3 separate regions of the Hordeum vulgare genome follow, and all the other regions are linked to region 1. Evidence: chromatin contacts called from public Hi-C data. All regions are on one chromosome and are shown on one strand. The core of a region is the stretch at or near the end of the contact, and the rest is flanking DNA. Distances in the headings are between cores, read along the strand shown. Region 1 holds the start of LOC123426246. Region 2 overlaps LOC123426248 (fasciclin-like arabinogalactan protein 16). Region 3 holds the start of LOC123426244 (ubiquitin carboxyl-terminal hydrolase 8-like).

Region 1 (3,042 bases), core at 351-2,850:
ATCTGCTGAAAGAGGGACTTATCCACATAGTTGGAGATGGAGCAAATATCAAAATATGGACTTATCCATGGCTGAATAGGGAAGGCCCTTGACAGTCGTGGACGCAACGAGGAAGATGCCTGCTGACTAGAGTTTGTGAACTTATCGATCCGTACACATCAACATGGGATGAACGTTTGGTGTGGAATATTTTTGTTGAAGAAGATGAAAATGTGATCTTGGCCACTCCGATTAGTGAGGACTTTGAAGATTTCTATGCTTGGTTTTTCGACAGCAAGGGCATCTTTTCAGTTAAATCTGCATACAAGCTATACATTAGAAGAAGAGATGCTAAGCAGGCTTCCTCCTCGTTCATTGAGCAAGGGGATCTAGACTGGAGGAAAATCTGGGACATCAAATGCGAGCCAAAAATGCTAACGGTTTGTCTGGAGACTTGCCCACAATAGCCTGCCTTTGCTGATGGGGCTAAAGAGAAGGAGCATTGAGTGTGATACGCTTTGTGTTTGCTACAAGCGACTTGATGAGGATGGGGCGCACTTGTTTCTCAGATGCAAGGAGGTGAAACAGGTTTGGTGCCGACTGCAACTGGAGAATACCCGGCTTCGTATGTGTGCGGTCAATGATGCAAATGAAGTGATCAAGATCCTCTTGGAGCTCGACGACATCAGAAGGGTGTTGGTTGTATGCATGTTATGGTGTTGATGGTCTAGGTGGAACAAGATAAATGCAAAAGAGCGTGGTGAGTCGATTGATAATCTACTAACCAGAATTTGAACCTGTTTCTTTAAATGTCTGAGCTTGTGTGCGAGCCAAGAAAGACCAAACTCAACCAGTGAGGAGCAAAGCTGGAGCAGGCTACTAGGGGACAAGCTTAAATTTAATATTGATGGGTCCTTCTTCTCTTCAACTCATAATGATGGTTGGGGATTTGTGGTACGAGATGGGTGAGAGGTTTAGGCGCTGGTCACCTCACCCACCTGGCAAGTCTGATGCAGGCGAAAGCGACAACGTGCTCTGAGGTCTTACAAACGGCGGTTGATTGGGGTATGGTGAACATCACTATCGAATCGGACTGCCTATCCTTGATGCAGGCGGTGCAGAGCAGCGATTTCGACCTTGCTCTTGAAGGAATTATGTTTAGGAATATTCGCCTCTTTGCCAGGCTCTATTTTAACTATGTATCTTTTTTTTTTTTCATTAAGGGGTTGTAACATTCTCGTCCATGATCTAGCTTTTATGGATGCACAAAGGCAATCTTCCAAATAGTTGTGGTGTGAGGAATTGTTGGATGATGTAAACGTAAGGAAGGCCAGCGTTTGTGTTCTACCTTTGGATTAATGAAATCGGATGTTTCATATAAAAAAACTCCTAGCCTTTATATAATCTTTTATTATATTAACACGCACGCGTCCCTGCTGAACGCATACGCTTCCGGCCTAGTTTTCACATTCACAGCGTGCTTGTGCTCCTCCTCCGAACCGAGATCTCCTGTCCTGCCACCGCCTCCTCGAGCACGGCGGGTCACCACCTCAAACCAGGTACTGACACTTCGCTCAGCCACAGATTTCCTATTAATCTGTCCCCTTCTCCGCTTCTTTTGTGAGTTTCTTTTGTCGGATCTCTCCCTAGATCTTTCTGGACCTTAGATAGATAAGATTGCGACGTTTTTGGCTTCTGGCTAAATTAGGGATAAGATCAAACTGTTTGCTTGTCTCCGTGTGCTGATTAATTGGAGCCAAGAAACCATTAGAGCGTTGAGGGGGGAGCGAGCCAGCGCATCAACTGGGGCTGTTAAATTGTTTACGCAGCAGGGGCCTCTGCCCATGTCCGAGGAACAATCAGCGGACGGGGTGGTGGTGGCGATGAAGGGCCACCCGGGGTCAGGCAAGTCCACGGTAGCTCGTGCCATCGCCTCCGCGCTCCGATGCCCGCTCCTTGACAAGGATGACGTGCGGGACTGCACCCTGCACCTCGAGCGCGCCGGCGGCGGCAGCGGCATCCTCAACGACCTCTCCTACGCCGTGCTCTGGAGGTTGGCCGAGAGGCAGCTCCGGCTTGGCCTGTCCATCGTCGTCGACTCCCCACTGTCGCGACGAGCCCATCTCGATGCTCTGGCCCGCCTGCCTGCTGCACTTGTTATCGTTGTGGAATGCCGGCCAGGCAACCAAGATGAATGGCGCCGCAGGCTGGAGGAGCGTGGAGGCGTCTTGGCCGATGACGGTGGCGATGGATGGCATAAGCCCAAGACGTGGGCCGACCTAGAAAGGCTTGTGGAAGGGTACCAAGGTTGCACAAACTATGACATTGGGGATGTGCCGAGGATCGTTGTAGATACAACGGACCCGGAGGTCAGCACACAGGCAATCGCTCTCAGGGTTGTGGATTTTATTAGGTCTCTTCTAGCCCGTGCGCATCACTCCCTCCCTCCTTGAAAGAGAGTACTTCCAACAAGAGTCAAACTATCTCAAAGTTTGACCGAGTTTGTGCAATATATCAAAGTTTGTGAAACCAAATAGTTACATGATGAAAATATATGTTATCATGAATCTAATGCTACTACTTGGATGGCGTAAATGTTGGTGTATTATTGTATAAATACAGTCAAACCTAGTAAAAAAGTTTGAGTTTCCAACAAAGTTGGAAGTGCACTCTTTAAAGGATGGAGGGAGTAGGTATGTTATTATAATAGCTGTTGACCAACGTTTTGGTCAAGACAGTTCATATGTTTTCTGTCAGGAGCAAAATAGAGGATAAGTTAAGTTTCAGATTAGAATTTCATGGCAAAATGTTAAAATGATGTATTTTGTATTGTATTGGATTGGTTGTGCATATGCTTCCCTTTTTCATCCGTTCCCTCATTTTCTTGCGCAGCGTTGATGCTTATGCTCGCCCTCTGTTTATTAGTGTAGCCAATCTCAGAAGCTCAAACGTGTTGCAGAATGACCCACCTGTGTATGTTACTGATTTTGAAGCCTTTACTTGGTACTTGATACATTTTGCTTGCTTCCCCACCATTGAGATTACAATGGTAGATCAGTACGG
Region 2 (3,042 bases), core at 322-2,821, 490 kb after region 1:
TTTCATGGGTGGGCAATGAATACTGTAGTTTCTTAAAACCATTGTTTTTTTCAGTTTTACATGTGTTTGGCTGGTGCTATTTACCAAAATTTTGATCAAATATTTGGCGTCGATAGCTGAGTAATTAGCGGCTCCTAACGGCGGTTGGCTGTATGCAGCCACCATGTACTAGTCCGCCGAACCTAGATGCTAGGATTTTTAGAATATGCTTATCCCTGTTGCATCTACATGCACATCAGCTAACTTAGAATCTTACTCATGGCCGAGAAAAGAGACGTGAGATTTACAAGTGAGGCCAGCTAGAAGAAGAAGCACCCTAAGAGACCAAGAAACATATTAGAATTATTTTACGAGATAACAGATTGAGGAAAAGTAGGAGACGATATAATTTGATATAGTTATCTCGACATAGACAGCGACGTGAAGCGCGTTTTGTTTTGTTTAGAAAAAAAAGACCGGGCCCTCTTTATTTGATACAGCAAAAATACCATTGTTTTTAGGATACTATGGTTTACAAAACTTCAGTTTCTGCTGAAGCCAAACACATCTAAGTATTCAAAACTATGGTTTGTTTCAGAAACCGCGGTATTCTCATAAAACTTTGGAAATACCTTCCACCATCTTTTATCTCAAGGCTTATTCGTCGAGGAAAAAAACATCTCTTGTGTCACGCGACACTATTTTCGCAGGCACCAACAAGCAAGCAAGCAAAGCAGAGAGGCCACTTACCCACGGGTCAGACTATCCACAATGAAAAGTAACATAAAATGATAGTATGCATATATGTTACTAGTTTAAATTACTACCTTCACACTAGGTAGTAACATAGGATAATAACATTAAATCTTTCATTTATTAACTTATAAATTCATCTTGTCTTGATATATGTTATGTTACTTAAGGTTGAATTATCGTAACTGAGAGCAGCAATTTGGCTCCCGAGCTCCGTGATTTGAAATAGAAAGAAACTTCAAAAAATCCAAAAAAAAATGTGCAATATGCTTCTGTGCAGGAACACCTTACAATTTTCTTTTGGACATTTGAGGAGCTCGTGGCAAAGAAGATAAATTTTGAATGTATGAGAAACTTATAAAAATCATATGAGACTATTCACACCTGATTTTATCTTTTTTGTCACGAGTTCCTCGAGTGCCCAAACTTCACAAAAAATTATATGAAGTTCACGCACGAGAGCATCTTGCATCATAAAAGTTTTGATTTTTTTAACTTTTTTTCTACTGTAAGCTATGGTACTGTTCATCAGGTTCAGATGAGCCCAAGCTCAGGGTCGAATTATCGTAACTAGCTATGTTATTTAATTTATTTTTCTTCCTATTAACTAACTGAGACATTATATTTTTGCTGAGGTGACTTCTATGTCTTCCTAAATACTCGACCAGCACGAACAGCTGTATGTAGTCCTGATAATGGCCTCCTCGGTATGCGCGTCCTCCCGCTGAATCGATCCCGTAATACTGGCAACGCGGGGCCAGCTCACCACCACTTGAGGTTGAGGTTTAGAGTTGAGACATCGATGTTAATGCATAGCTCAGCGCTTGCTGTCTCCCCCATGCAATGCGGTGCGCTCACACGCGGTTTCTTCCGCGCCTCTCTCTTGTTTATTCGTACTCCTACCCAGAACGTGCCACCAACCATTTTCACCAAATCGAACGACGTGCTTCAGTAAGAAATCAAAAATGCTACGTCAACGGACTAAATACGGAACTTTAGGACCATTCCTTTCAACTAAACATCGGCCCTCCTGATTTCAAGGGGTGGGGCCCCTCCCTCCCCTTAATGTAAGAAATTCTACCTCTGCGGCATTTAGAGGGTGTTTGGATACGTTTTAGTCTCATGACTAAAAGTAATGAGACTAAAACTTGCTAGCTTCACCCATGCTTGGATCCAAGTACTAAAGAGACTAAAATCAAGTTAATGAGCATTTATTATCCTCCAAACCCTCCAATCCAGAACTTGCATGAGGAGTTAAATGAAGAGAGAGAGGACTAATGCACATTTTAATAGGGGTACCCCTGACTAAAAGATTTTAGCCTCAAGACTAGTTTTAGCTTCTCTTTAGTCAGGGGTGCTTGGAACTTTAGCCTTTTAAAAAGACTAGTTTTTGTCAGACTAATTTTAGTCTCTTGGATCCAAGCACCCTCTTAGGCTATCCGTAATGAAAGTATCATAGGTAGTATCATGCATGTCAACTAAGCAATTTCGATGAGGTGGCATAGAATTAAATGAAGAATGAGAGGGTTGAGTATCATATTATGATATTGTATCGTATTAAATGATGTGTTATTATATGTCTTGCATGGCAATAAATGAACTATCCTATGATACTAACATATTATGAGTATTATGCATTACGGATGTGATATCATACACTAGTATCATATGCATGATACTAGTATATGATACTACCCATTACAACCAGCCTTACTGAGAGCAACTCCGTGTGATTCATTTCCTCCCTTCCTCCGTCCAGTCCATGTCTTTTTGTCTCCGTGGATAAGGACCGATGGTCCAACGCAAAGACCTGATCTCAAATCATGTGCGTTTCTATCCTCGTCGATCCATTTTTGTTCTAAATTTGAACCACATTTCCATTTTTGTTCTAAATTTGAACCACATTTAGGTTGAAGGCGGACACAAAACGGAAGTTTTCGGCGTCCTCCTCCTTCGTGTGAGTCTGTTGCATATCCTGCCTACCCCATCCACCCAGCGCTGTCGATCTCGTGGCCGCGCAGAGCAGGATTTTCCTGAGCCCGTCGCTTTCGTGTTTTGAGATGGCTTGCCCGTCGACGTCACGCACCTGGAGACTGCCGGAGTCGAGGATAACGGCCTCGTAGCCCCCACACAACGATGTTGGCAAAGCATGGGCGTGTCGTCCTTGGCGGCGTCGTCAAGGACGCAGAGCTCGCCCCTATGAGGCGTGAACGACACGGTAGCCGCACAACGCGGTTGGCTACCCACGCGACTGTCCTGGGTCGGGTGTCGCAGTACTAGACGCAGAGGTAGAGACGGACCGGGAGCGGG
Region 3 (3,042 bases), core at 193-2,692, 280 kb before region 1:
GGCCGTCGCCGAGTGCTGATGGGTACGCCAACTTCTGCATGAGCTTCACGTCAACCTCGCCAAGGCTACACTGGTGTACTGCGACAATGTCTCCGCCGTCTACCTCGCACAAAATCCAGTTCATCATCGGCGGAAAAACATATTGAACTTGACATCCACTTTGTGCGGGAGAAGGTCGCCTTGGGTCACGTCCGCGTTCTGCACGTTCCGACATCGCAACAGTTCGCCGACATCATGACGAAGGGCCTTCCCTTTGCCGCATTTGATGAGTTCAAGGCCAGTCTTTGCGTCTCCGATGGCACCGCTGTGACTGAGGGGGGGTGTTGGAGCACGCCCACACAAGCCGTTGCACCCACGTAGCTCTCTCCCTCAACTCTCTCTCTCTCTGTAACCAATTCTCCTGGTCATATGCGTCCTTATCGCATGCACTAGCTTAGTGGAGTTAGTTGCGGCAGTAGTTGAGTTAGTGGCTGCACCTGCGTGTGCTTGTACTGGTATATATGTAATATCTCCATTGATTGAATACCGTGCGATTCCAATCACCTCTGTGATCTTCCTCCTTTCATACGGAAAGGAAACAATAAAGAAAATTCCACATTTTTGTTTGAGTAATTAGGCTTCAACCCTGAAAATCCATATTATTTATGTAACCGAATTAACCAATAATAGGAAGTCCAATTAACTGAATGCCCATTCCTACCAGAAACACCTGCCCCAAGTTAAAAAGCGTAAGCACTTGATCGGAATTCAAAATAGTCAGTGCATGAGACTCACGTGTTGCCATCATCACCGCATTACTACTAGAGCTCAATCTACCAACAAGCCAGCTCATGCGATTGCATCACCATTCTAGATTCTGCCCCTCGAGCATTATTGCATCCAAGTTGTTACACAAGACAAAAACGAGGATACGGAGCGAGGCCGACTGACCTGGCGAGCGCTCGCGAGAGCTCGTCCGCCGGGACGAGTGCGTAGCTGCGGCTCCCTCCCGAGGTTGCGCTGGCGCGGCACTCCCCGCGGTCGAGGCGCAGCACGAGATCTGGGTGGAGGAAGCTGTGGAGAAGCCTGAGGCCATAATATGAGGGTGAGGCCGCCGGCGTGGCTGCGTAACGGACCCCGCCCTCCTCTGCCGCCTCCTCGCGCACCCCCGCCCACCACCTGTGCAGCAGCAGCAGGACATTGTTACCCCTGCCCTGCTTATGGGGTTTCAGCGAGGAGGTTGAGCGCGAGAGAACGAGCGTACCTGAAAGGGACGAGGCAGACGGCGGCGGGGCAGGAGGAGGAGGCAGAGGGGGCGTCGTAGGCGGCGGAGGTGGAGGCGGAGGCCGGGGCGGAGGCGGTGGCGGCGGTGGCCATGACGAGATGGGATCTCTGATCTGGGATGCGTGCGCGAGTGAGCTGGTGGTGGTTTGCTCGCTCGGCAGCTGCTGCCTTTTGTTTTGGGGACTGATCTGCGACGGCGCGCCGGCCCAAACTTTGTACCGGCTGGCGCGAGCCGCACGATCTAACCCCGCGTCTTTCGTCTTCCTTCGATCCGCATGCAACATTTTTCTTTTTATACAGCAAAATTTCGATGTAATGCAACAATTTTTTTAACGGTTGCAACAAAAAATAAAATTTGTAACAAAAAAAATATCTACGTGATCGTAGCAAAAAAACAAAGTTGATGATGCGTGGTAGCAAAAGTCAAACGCCGGTTGTAGCAAATATTTACGTGACGTGTATGCAACTTTTTAGTGAACAGTTGCAGCAAAACATGATGCCGGTTGTAGCAAAAATCAACACGGTTGTAGCAAAAGTAAAAAACATCGATCGTAACGAAAAATTTAAAGAACTAGAGTTGTAACCAAACGTATATGCAGCAAATATGACGCTGGTTGCAACAAATTTACATGAGAAAAAAAGTTGCATGAAAAAACGTTTGTATCAAAGAAACATACGGTTACAGCAAATTTAACGAAAAAAAGTTGCGAGCATCTGCCAGCGAGCACGCGGCCCGCACGCGACCGGACGAACGATCATATGTTTGTTCTGAGCAGTTCTAGCTCATACTTGTTTGCAGTGGTCTTTATCGGAATTTTGTCGACCGGCACTTTAAGGAAGCATTCTTACTATTTTGTTCGAGTGCAATTGCTTATTCCTGTTCAGATATTCCTGTCTTTTGATTCAGGAATATCTTCAATTTATTCTATGGGCTAATATGCTACCCGTCTTCAGGATGGCTCCACCAATGCGTCAGAACCTAGAGCGTGAGAATATGCCGCCACCACCTCCTCCTCCGGAGAATCCTCCTCCGCCGCCGCCTCCTCCTGTAGAGGCCTGGCAAGTGGTGATGGCTGCTACTAATGCAAACACCCAGATGCTGCTACAGTTGTTGCAAGAGAGAGCTAATCAGGAGCAAGGCAATTTCCAGCATGGTGGCAATCAGTTTGCTAGTCTGAGTCAGTTCCTGTCGAACCAGCCAAAGACTTTCACTTCGTGTGACCAGCCATTTGATGCAAAGGATTGGATCTGTGATATGAACAAGCATTTCGAGTTTAGCAATGTTCGTCCTGAGGATTTTGTTAAATTTGCAACATTCCAGTTGAAGGGCAGACTTCTATCTGGTGGCAACAGCTGAAGGACTCTAGAGGCGCTAGGGGTGATTTCTTGGGATGAGTTCTGCCGTGACTTCAGGTCCAACTATATTCCTTCCAACTTCGTGGAGGAGATGCGTGAGAAGTTCAGGCGTTTGAAGCAGGGTGGCAATTCCGTGTACAAGTACAACGTTGAGTTCCACGAGCTAGCCCGATACACGTTGCAGGATATCCCGGATCAGAAGAGCAAGATTTATCAGTTCAGAGGTGGCTTGAAAGAAGATTTGCAGTTAGCTCTTGCTTTGCACGATCCTGAGGAGTTCGACAAGTTCTACAACCTAGCTCTCAGGGCAGAGGCAGCCTTGCTCAGGGTGGAGAATTCTAAGAAGCGCTTCAGAGATTCCAGCTCTTCCTCGACTCAGGTGGTTCAGAAGCAACAGAAGTTTCGGGTGTCTCCCCCTCCTCG

What was found. A called contact is a pair of places that touch in the nucleus more often than the background predicts.
Region 2: a contact with region 1 is called in a Hi-C map of leaf, with 9 times the contacts expected there. The contact joins the enhancer-like site here to the promoter of LOC123426246 in region 1. A contact is called at or near these places in 2 of 6 Hi-C or Micro-C datasets (both in leaf).
Region 3: a Hi-C map of leaf shows a contact between it and region 1, with 4 times the contacts expected there. The contact joins the promoter of LOC123426244 here to the promoter of LOC123426246 in region 1. A contact is called at or near these places in 4 of 6 Hi-C or Micro-C datasets (leaf and seedling).

Annotation. Positions count from the first base shown.
Region 1 is chr2H:350,369,414-350,372,455 of MorexV3_pseudomolecules_assembly, forward strand. LOC123426246 reads left to right here and starts at 1,601. Exons shown (of 1, transcript XM_045110046.1): 1 at 1,601-2,574. The coding sequence starts at 1,824. The coding sequence ends at 2,432. LOC123426247 (CST complex subunit TEN1-like) reads left to right here and starts at 1,417. Exons shown (of 4, transcript XM_045110047.1): 1 at 1,417-1,538.
Region 2 is chr2H:350,855,745-350,858,786 of MorexV3_pseudomolecules_assembly, forward strand. The region is part of intron 1 of LOC123426248 (fasciclin-like arabinogalactan protein 16); the gene reads right to left. Among protein-coding and RNA genes, the nearest start is that of LOC123426248, 7.7 kb to the right of the region's middle. Within about 2 kb of position 1,572, at least 2 of the 3 cell types and tissues checked have open chromatin away from gene starts, as enhancers often do. A contact at or near this core is called in leaf, where this site is marked.
Region 3 is chr2H:350,088,650-350,091,691 of MorexV3_pseudomolecules_assembly, forward strand. LOC123426244 (ubiquitin carboxyl-terminal hydrolase 8-like) reads right to left here and starts at 1,443. Exons shown (of 12, transcript XM_045110043.1): 1 at 1,244-1,443; 2 at 931-1,158. The coding sequence starts at 1,356.